Regions from separate parts of the Hordeum vulgare genome. Here region 1 is linked to region 2. A link is a contact called in public Hi-C data. All regions are on one chromosome and are shown on one strand. The core of a region is the stretch at or near the end of the contact, and the rest is flanking DNA. Distances in the headings are between cores, read along the strand shown. Region 1 holds the start of LOC123409698 (PHD finger protein EHD3-like). Region 2 holds the start of LOC123410266 (F-box protein At5g39450).

The links. Hi-C and Micro-C count contacts between places; a contact is called where the count stands out from the background.
Region 1: a contact with region 2 is called in a Hi-C map of leaf, with 5 times the contacts expected there. The contact joins the promoter of LOC123409698 here to the promoter of LOC123410266 in region 2. A contact is called at or near these places in 4 of 6 Hi-C or Micro-C datasets (leaf and seedling).

What each region holds. Positions count from the first base shown.
Region 1 is chr7H:441,101,600-441,105,105 of MorexV3_pseudomolecules_assembly, forward strand. LOC123409698 (PHD finger protein EHD3-like) reads left to right here and starts at 1,529. Exons shown (of 6, transcript XM_045102561.1): 1 at 1,529-1,669; 2 at 1,956-2,147; 3 at 2,259-2,570; 4 at 3,251-3,340; 5 at 3,484-3,506. The coding sequence starts at 1,529.
Region 2 is chr7H:440,938,735-440,942,494 of MorexV3_pseudomolecules_assembly, forward strand. It overlaps LOC123410266 (F-box protein At5g39450), which reads left to right and starts at 2,209. Exons shown (of 2, transcript XM_045103176.1): 1 at 2,209-3,760. The coding sequence starts at 2,324.

The sequences.
Region 1 (3,506 bases), core at 279-2,778, 160 kb after region 2:
TCCCACCTAAACCAAACACAAGGGACTTATTGGGACTTATTATGGTTATTTGGGACTTATCAAATAAGAGTCTCTAGTAGGAGCTTATTGGGACTTATTGCTGGTTAGGCCCGCGGAAGTCGATCCAGTGGCCGCCGCCCTGCCCCTCGTCGCTCGCACCGCCCCAATCGCTGCCGGCCGCCCGTCCCGTCCCTGCCCGCCCCGTCACCGCCCGGGCCGCCCCGTCGCCGCCCAATCGCCGCCCCGCCCCGTCGCCGCCCCCGCCCCGTCGCCGCCCCGCCCCGTCGCCACCCGGCCGCCGCCCCGTCGCCACTCGGTTCGTCCCCCCGCCGTCTCGTTTTCTACAACATGGACTTATAAGTCCCTGTAAACAAACAGGTAGGGATTCGGGACTTATAAGTCCTTGTAAACAAACAGGTAGAGACTTATGACTTATAAGTTGGGACTTAAAAAAATCATAGGACTTATGAAACAAACAGGGCCTGAGCTGCGTGCATCCGCCTGTTTTGAAGCAGTTTTTAAAATCTTAACGCGTCGTGTTATAGCTATTTCGGTGCTGTAAATAAAATTTAAAGCGCGTCGTGTTATTAGCTATTTCGGCGCTGTAAATAAAATTTAAAGCCCTGTGCTGCCGCGGGTGCGTTGGAGATGCTCTAAACCATAGCCACTAAACAGCACCATCGGTCGTGTCTGGTTTTCTCGCATCTCTTCGCTCGAATCCCCTCTCTTCCGCGCACGAGCACGACGCCGCCGCCGCCGCCGCCGCCGCCGCCGCCGGAGCCGTCCTTCCTGCCACCGCCCTCTTCAATCGCGAGCAACCCTGCCCCGTGTCTCTTCCACCGGTCGCCGCCGTTCCTCCACCACTACTCGTACCGTCGTACGCCGGCCGCCTCCCGCCGCGACGACCCTGCCCGGCCCCGCGGCTGCTCCATTGACAGCCGGTCTTCCTTCTCCTCCGCCCTCACTCCTCTCCGCCGACCACCGCCCGCTCCTCTTCACTCCACCGACCATCCAGGACCTCCACCTCCAGTCCCCCCCTGCCCCTCTGCAGTCGCACCTGTACTCCGCCCCACCGCCGGCCACCTCCGATCTCCGCCCCACTGCGCTGCCATCCACCTCCGAGGGGATGCAGCCCGCACCGGCAACGGAGCAGATACAAATCAGAGAGGCCATGCCGAATTGCCCATGTCCAAAGCTGACTCGGAGGGGGCAGTATAGATAGCCGTCCCTTCCCAGATAGAAGGCCCAACACCAACAGTCCGTCCGTCTGGCTTTCCCTTTTCCGTTTTTCCTCTTCCCAAAACTCATCTCTCACCTTGTCCCGCTCCCCTCTCCTCTCTGCTTTGCTCTGCTGCTCCCCTCCCCTCCCCTCCCCCTCACCGGGAGATCCCAACCCAAATCCTCCTCCGTAACCCCCCGCCGGAAACCCTAGAAACTCGCTCCCTCTCACCCCTCCGAGGCTTCGCTCCCGGTTCCGGCCACGTGCGCGCTCTTTGCTGGGCATGTGCTGCGGCCGCCGTGCCGGAATATGACCTCCCAGGACGCCGCCGCCCCGCCGCTGGCCTCTCCCAAGCGCCCTGCCCCGGGGGAGCAGCCGTCGCCCGAGGTCCTCGTCACCTACAAGCGCCGCCGCACGGCCGCCTGCGGCGCCACCTCCGACCCCGGAGCGGTAAGCATTGCAATCCCTAGCCTGGTCGTCTTCTTTCTTCTTCCCCAGACCCCTTTCTTGCCGTTGCAGTTGGAATATTTGGCTGTCTTTGCTCTTTTGTGCCACCGGCCGGCCAAGATTTCATTTTGAAGCGCCTAGATTTGCACACTAGGTTCTTCCAATGCTATGAATCTTGCCGCTGCCTAGCAATTCTGTACCCAATAGACGAAATATCTTTTCCTCTGCAGATATTCTACATAACTGAAATCTGTGCTCACTGCTTTTCCTTTGCTTGCTCTGTCTGCAGCCTTGTGCCACCATCGTCCCCTGTAGCGGCAGTTCCGGGCAAGATGGCCACCACATGCTGCCCAGACATTGGATTACTTGGAGGGACACGTTGGAGGGTTTCCTGCAATCCCCAGGTGTAAATAAGGGTGGGGGGATTCAGAGCTGCATACAAGATGCGCTCAGATACAATTGCTGTCAATCAGTGCAAAAAGTCAGTAATGATGTTCTTGTTCAGAACATATATCTCATAGAAGAAGCAACCTAGTGTATAATGTCTATGATAGGAATTTCCCCTGATACTGAATTTCTCTGTGATTACCAGGGTGACCTAAATAAAGGCCAAGGAGCGTCAGAAGAGCATCCTGCTGGAGTAGCAGGTGCTAAAGAGATTAGCTCCTCTATTGCATTAAAAGATGCAACTGCAGCATCTTTGGATGCCAACACAGCAATGTGCAATAATGCTCTCCTTGACATTTTTGTCTCGGAGAAGTTTGCCTTGTTGTGTGATTTGCTAGTTGGAACTTTCCATGTGAGTAAGGTTCATGAGGTCATTGATTTGGGGAAAATTGACACCAACATGAGAAATGGAAACTATGCACGGAACCCGGCTCTGTTCAACGACCACATCCAGCAGGTAACTGCTTCTCAATCATTCATTGGAAAAAGTAGCCGCGTTCTTGATTATTACAATAGTTCAAAAAAGCTCTAGGTGTTAATTGTGTGTGCGTTTTGTCATCGCATTGCACTTTTATAACCAAGGCGCATGCTTATGCGCAGATTAAGCGTATTTCAGCGCTAGTCGTTTTCTTATCGCCTAGAGCCTAAGTGTGCCTTCTTTAACTATGATTATTACTGTGTTTTATGATTTCAAATAGAGACACGTCAGCATCACTTCTGCTTGGCAGCCTAGAACAGGCCTTTTATATACTGTAGTGTCTCAAATGGTCCCTGTATTTTCACCATGGCATCTGCGAGCACACGTAAATTGTCGAATCATTCTTCTGCATGTGCAGCTCAATGCTGGAGCATCAATCCAAGTGAGGAAGTTTTATTTTCCTCCTTTCGGTTACTAAAATGGACAGATAGCGAAAAACAACTTTAATGTGTTGGGGTAAAATCAACTAATGGTTAGATTCGGTGTAGCTGTGTAGACCTTAGTGCACCACCTCCTACCCCTCTGAGAAGACGTGTGCTGCTCTTCTTATTTTTGGTCTTTTCAACTTTTCATCCCTTTCTTTTGCTTGCTATAAGTATTTCATGAAACATTCAGGCAAATAATACTTTAATATGTATGTATATTTGTGCATGATATAGATATGGGAGAAGTTTGAACAAGTTGGCCGAGAGATGACAAGTCTAGCCAGCAATCTTCCAATCATTTCACGAGCTTCCTATCAGAAGCAAGTAAGTTTGCAGTTTTTGCCACCATAGTTAAGAGACATGTATTTCTGCATAACTGTACCTCAAGCTGCTGTCAATGCTTAACTTGTTGCTATAATTCGTCTTTATACTGGTGCTGGGCAATGCTTATGATATAATCTTTACAGGCTTCTGGAGTTTCTGAAGTAGA
Region 2 (3,760 bases), core at 959-3,458:
AAATTGCTTTCCACCAAATCAACCTCTCCTACCCATGCATATTTTGTGAGAGAGTGATTTTGTGTTGAGGAGACTATCTTTAGAAGCACAAGAGCAAGGAGTTCATTGATCTACCACATCTATTACCTTTTGGAGGGCGGTGCCTCCTAGATTGGTTAGGTGTCGCTTGGGAGCCTCCTACTTTGTGTTGTGGAGTTGAACCAAGATGTTTGTAAGGGCAAGGAGATCGCCTACTTCGTGAAGATCTACCGTGAGTAAGGCTAGTCCTCCGTGAATGAAAGCCGTGGTGGAATAGACAAGGCCGCTTCTTTGTGGACCCTTCGTGGATGAAGCCCTCTGTGGACTCTCGCAGTCGTTACCCTCTGTGGGTTGAAGTCTCCACTAACATGGACGTACGATAGCGCCACCTATTGGAACCATGCCAAACATCGCCGTGTCAACTTCTTGGCGTTTGATCTTCCGAACCTCTACTCCTTTACATGTGCAAAGTCTTTACTTTTCCGTTGCTATATATGTTGACTAGCATGTGTAGGGTGCACTAGACTTGTTATAACTGCTAGATTTTTGCCTTTCTTGAAATTGGGTTAGGCTAGGAATTTTATCGTGACAAGTAGTCTATTCACCTCCTCTAGACACATCTTCTATCGATCCCTCAGTTGACATCGGGGCCACCCATGGCATAGCCCAAAGGGGAGTTTGTCGGAGTGGCTGGGAGAGTGTCATGTAATAGATTGATTTTGTCGGAATGTTATTGGTCCATCCGAATGGGAGCACGTGGCCACGAGTTCCATGGTGTGGGTACATTGTACTAACCTCTGCAGAGTGTATAAACTATCGATAGCTGTGTCCTCGCATATGGACACAATTCGTGGTAGGTTACACTATGGGTCAACAGTAAATCGGTAATGAATAACCGACACACTTTATAAATCCGAGATGGCACATGGTGATCGTTCGAGGATCACGATGGTAAAATGTTGATGGTGGTTACAAGGTAGAGTCCCGAGATAGTAAGTTTATCCGAGGGACCGTGATCAAGTCCACACGCACCTCATGTATGATAGTATCATGTTCATACTCATGCATTAACGTGTTAAATGCCTTGTTATTGTTTGTCATATTTGCTTTGTTTGTTGTGAGCTTGCAAGTACATTCAAAGTACTCACCTGGCTTATCATGCGACATGCAGGAGAGGCCGTGCAAGACATTGATGTCGATCGGTTTGACGCAATCTAGGACCGTGTCCCAGTAGTGTCCCGGTGAAGTGGAGTTCCACTAATTCGTTGTTCCGTTTCCGTGTAGTAGTTTTTTTTTTGCATCGAGGTCCCTGAGTTGTCTACTAAATAATATACATAAGTGCAACCGCACTGTGTGTTTATTTGGCTTCACTTATCATGTAATATTCGAACATTTGTATCCGCAAGAGACTAATAAAGCGATTGTTTTCTATACCAAATTGTTATGTGTTGCCAGAAAATTTGATCTCTGGACTGATAATGCAAGCCAAATCGGTTGCTCTGAGCCGGGTGCCACAACATCAGATCCACGTGAGTTAAGGGAATGGGTCCACAGGATTTATGGAACCACATAAATTCAAGGAACCGATCTACGAAAATTCTGGGACTTCACGCAACCACAGGAGAGCAAGGAGATGGTGATTGGAAGGGCCATGATGGGTAGACTCACGTCAAGGGAGTCACCGCGAGGATATTAAACCTTATCTGTCGCTAGGGGATCCATTCCACACGTGAGCTCATTGCATTGCAGATTTTATTACCACGTTATTTTTGTCCCAGACAAACCTTATTGTTGTATTGTTGTGGACGGTTAAAAAATCATACTTTTTTCTTCATAAGAAGACATTACCTTTTTCTTTGTAAAATTGTACTACCTTCGTTTCTAAATAATTGTATTTAAGGAGAACTAGACTAATTTTTTTCGACTACAATTATATAGAAACGGAGGGAGTACCTTATTACAGATTTTATTACCACATTATTCTTGTCTCCACACACAAAAAAAGGAAAACAAGTTGGGCGATAAACACGAAATCCCCCGGAAAGTTGCATGCTGAGATATTTTGGCATAGTGACGAGTGAAGGTGTGGCCTGAGAACGAAATGCCGAAAAGGGATATATTTCCACAGTTGGAAAAATGCGTGTGACGAACGACCTACTTACCTAGTCGTCGGTCTCCACTCTTCTTCTTTCTAGGTGGGGGGAAAAGATCCGCTTTTTATCAGAGGTGGAGAAAAGAAAAGGCAAAAAGAAGCAGACGCCACACCCAGACCACACACACGACCGCACGAAACCGCCCGATCCCGATGGCCGTCGACGGCGCCGAGCTCATCCTCTCGGTGCCGGACGACGTCCTCGCCCTGATCTCCGCCCACCTCCGTCCCCGCGACCTCCTCGCGCTCTCCGCCGCCTCGCGCCGCCTCCACGCCGCCCTCTCCGCCTCCGACAAGTCGTGGCTCGCCCAGTGCCGCCGCCTCCTCCCCTCCTCCCCGTCCAACCTCCTCGCCTGGCGGGCCGCCGCCGGGGGCTCCTCCCTCACCGTCTGCCGCTTCCTCCACTCCGTGTCCCCGCTTCAAGGCCTCTGGGCGCACCAGAACCCCGAGCTCGGCAACCTCGTCGCCGCGCTCCCGGGCTTCTTTTCCCTCGTCGCCGTCCGCGCCATCCCCCAGGAGCTCTCCCCGCGCCTCCTCTGGGCCCCCGTCTTCGAAATCCTCGCCGACGCCGACGGACGCCCCGCGCTCCTCTTCCTCCACGGCCACCACCCCGGCTTCCTCTTCCCCGGCCTCCTCGCCTCCGTCAACCCCCACGCCAACACACTTCTCCTCGAGGCGCACGCGCCTGTCTCCTCCGACCCTTCGTCGCAGTTCTCCCGCCTCTCCTTCGGCAACCGCCGCCGCCTGCTCGACGCTCTCGTGGCCTCGTGTCGCGTCACGCTCCCGCCGGAGCTCGCCGCGGCCCCGCTCTTTGCACGCTCCGATGAGGACCTGCCGATGCTCGCCGCCCGTCGTGAGGCGATGCTGCGTCTGCACATTGAGTCCAGAGGGGGCATGGTGCGCAGGGCGGAGCTCGAGGCGCTGCTGGGGGCCAAGAAGATGCCGCCGTCGCTGCCGGTGGACAGCGCCGGTGAGAGGGTGCGGCTGCGGAGGAGTCTCTCTGCGATGGCTGGGTACGTCAGGAACGGGCTGCGGCAGATGGTGACGCGCTCTGCATCAGCCAATTCGAGGTCGGAGTACGCGGACAGCAAGCATCCGTCATTGGACGAGTTCTTGCGCGCTAGTGAGAGCACCGGCCTGAGCCTCCGGGGCGCGCGGCTGCGGCTGTCGACCTACCGTGCGTGGCCGAGCATGCACGACAACCGGTTTGCGCTCTACAAGTTGACGGCGCAGGTGCCCATGCCCGGTCGGGAATATGCCGGGCTGTGGCGAGGCACATTCGGGTGGCCACCGGGGCGGCCAGACGACGAGCGCAAACCAGGGAAAGCTCTCTTCTTCCTGCTCCTCTCATACGAGGAAGACAGCGAGGGGAAGCTTCTTCTGATTGCAACCAAGGTGTTGGAGGGCACGCACTATGTCGTCCATCCCAATGGCTCGTCCATGTTTGTGGTGCGGGTGGGTGAATCCTCAACAGAGGCATTTCCATGGCCGACCGACGAGGATTCCCGCAGTGTTAGCATTAAGAGAAGCTTTGCTGGAGAGGGCATTGCTACTGGGTATGGGTTCAGGTACCCTGGCTCAAAGCCTGGG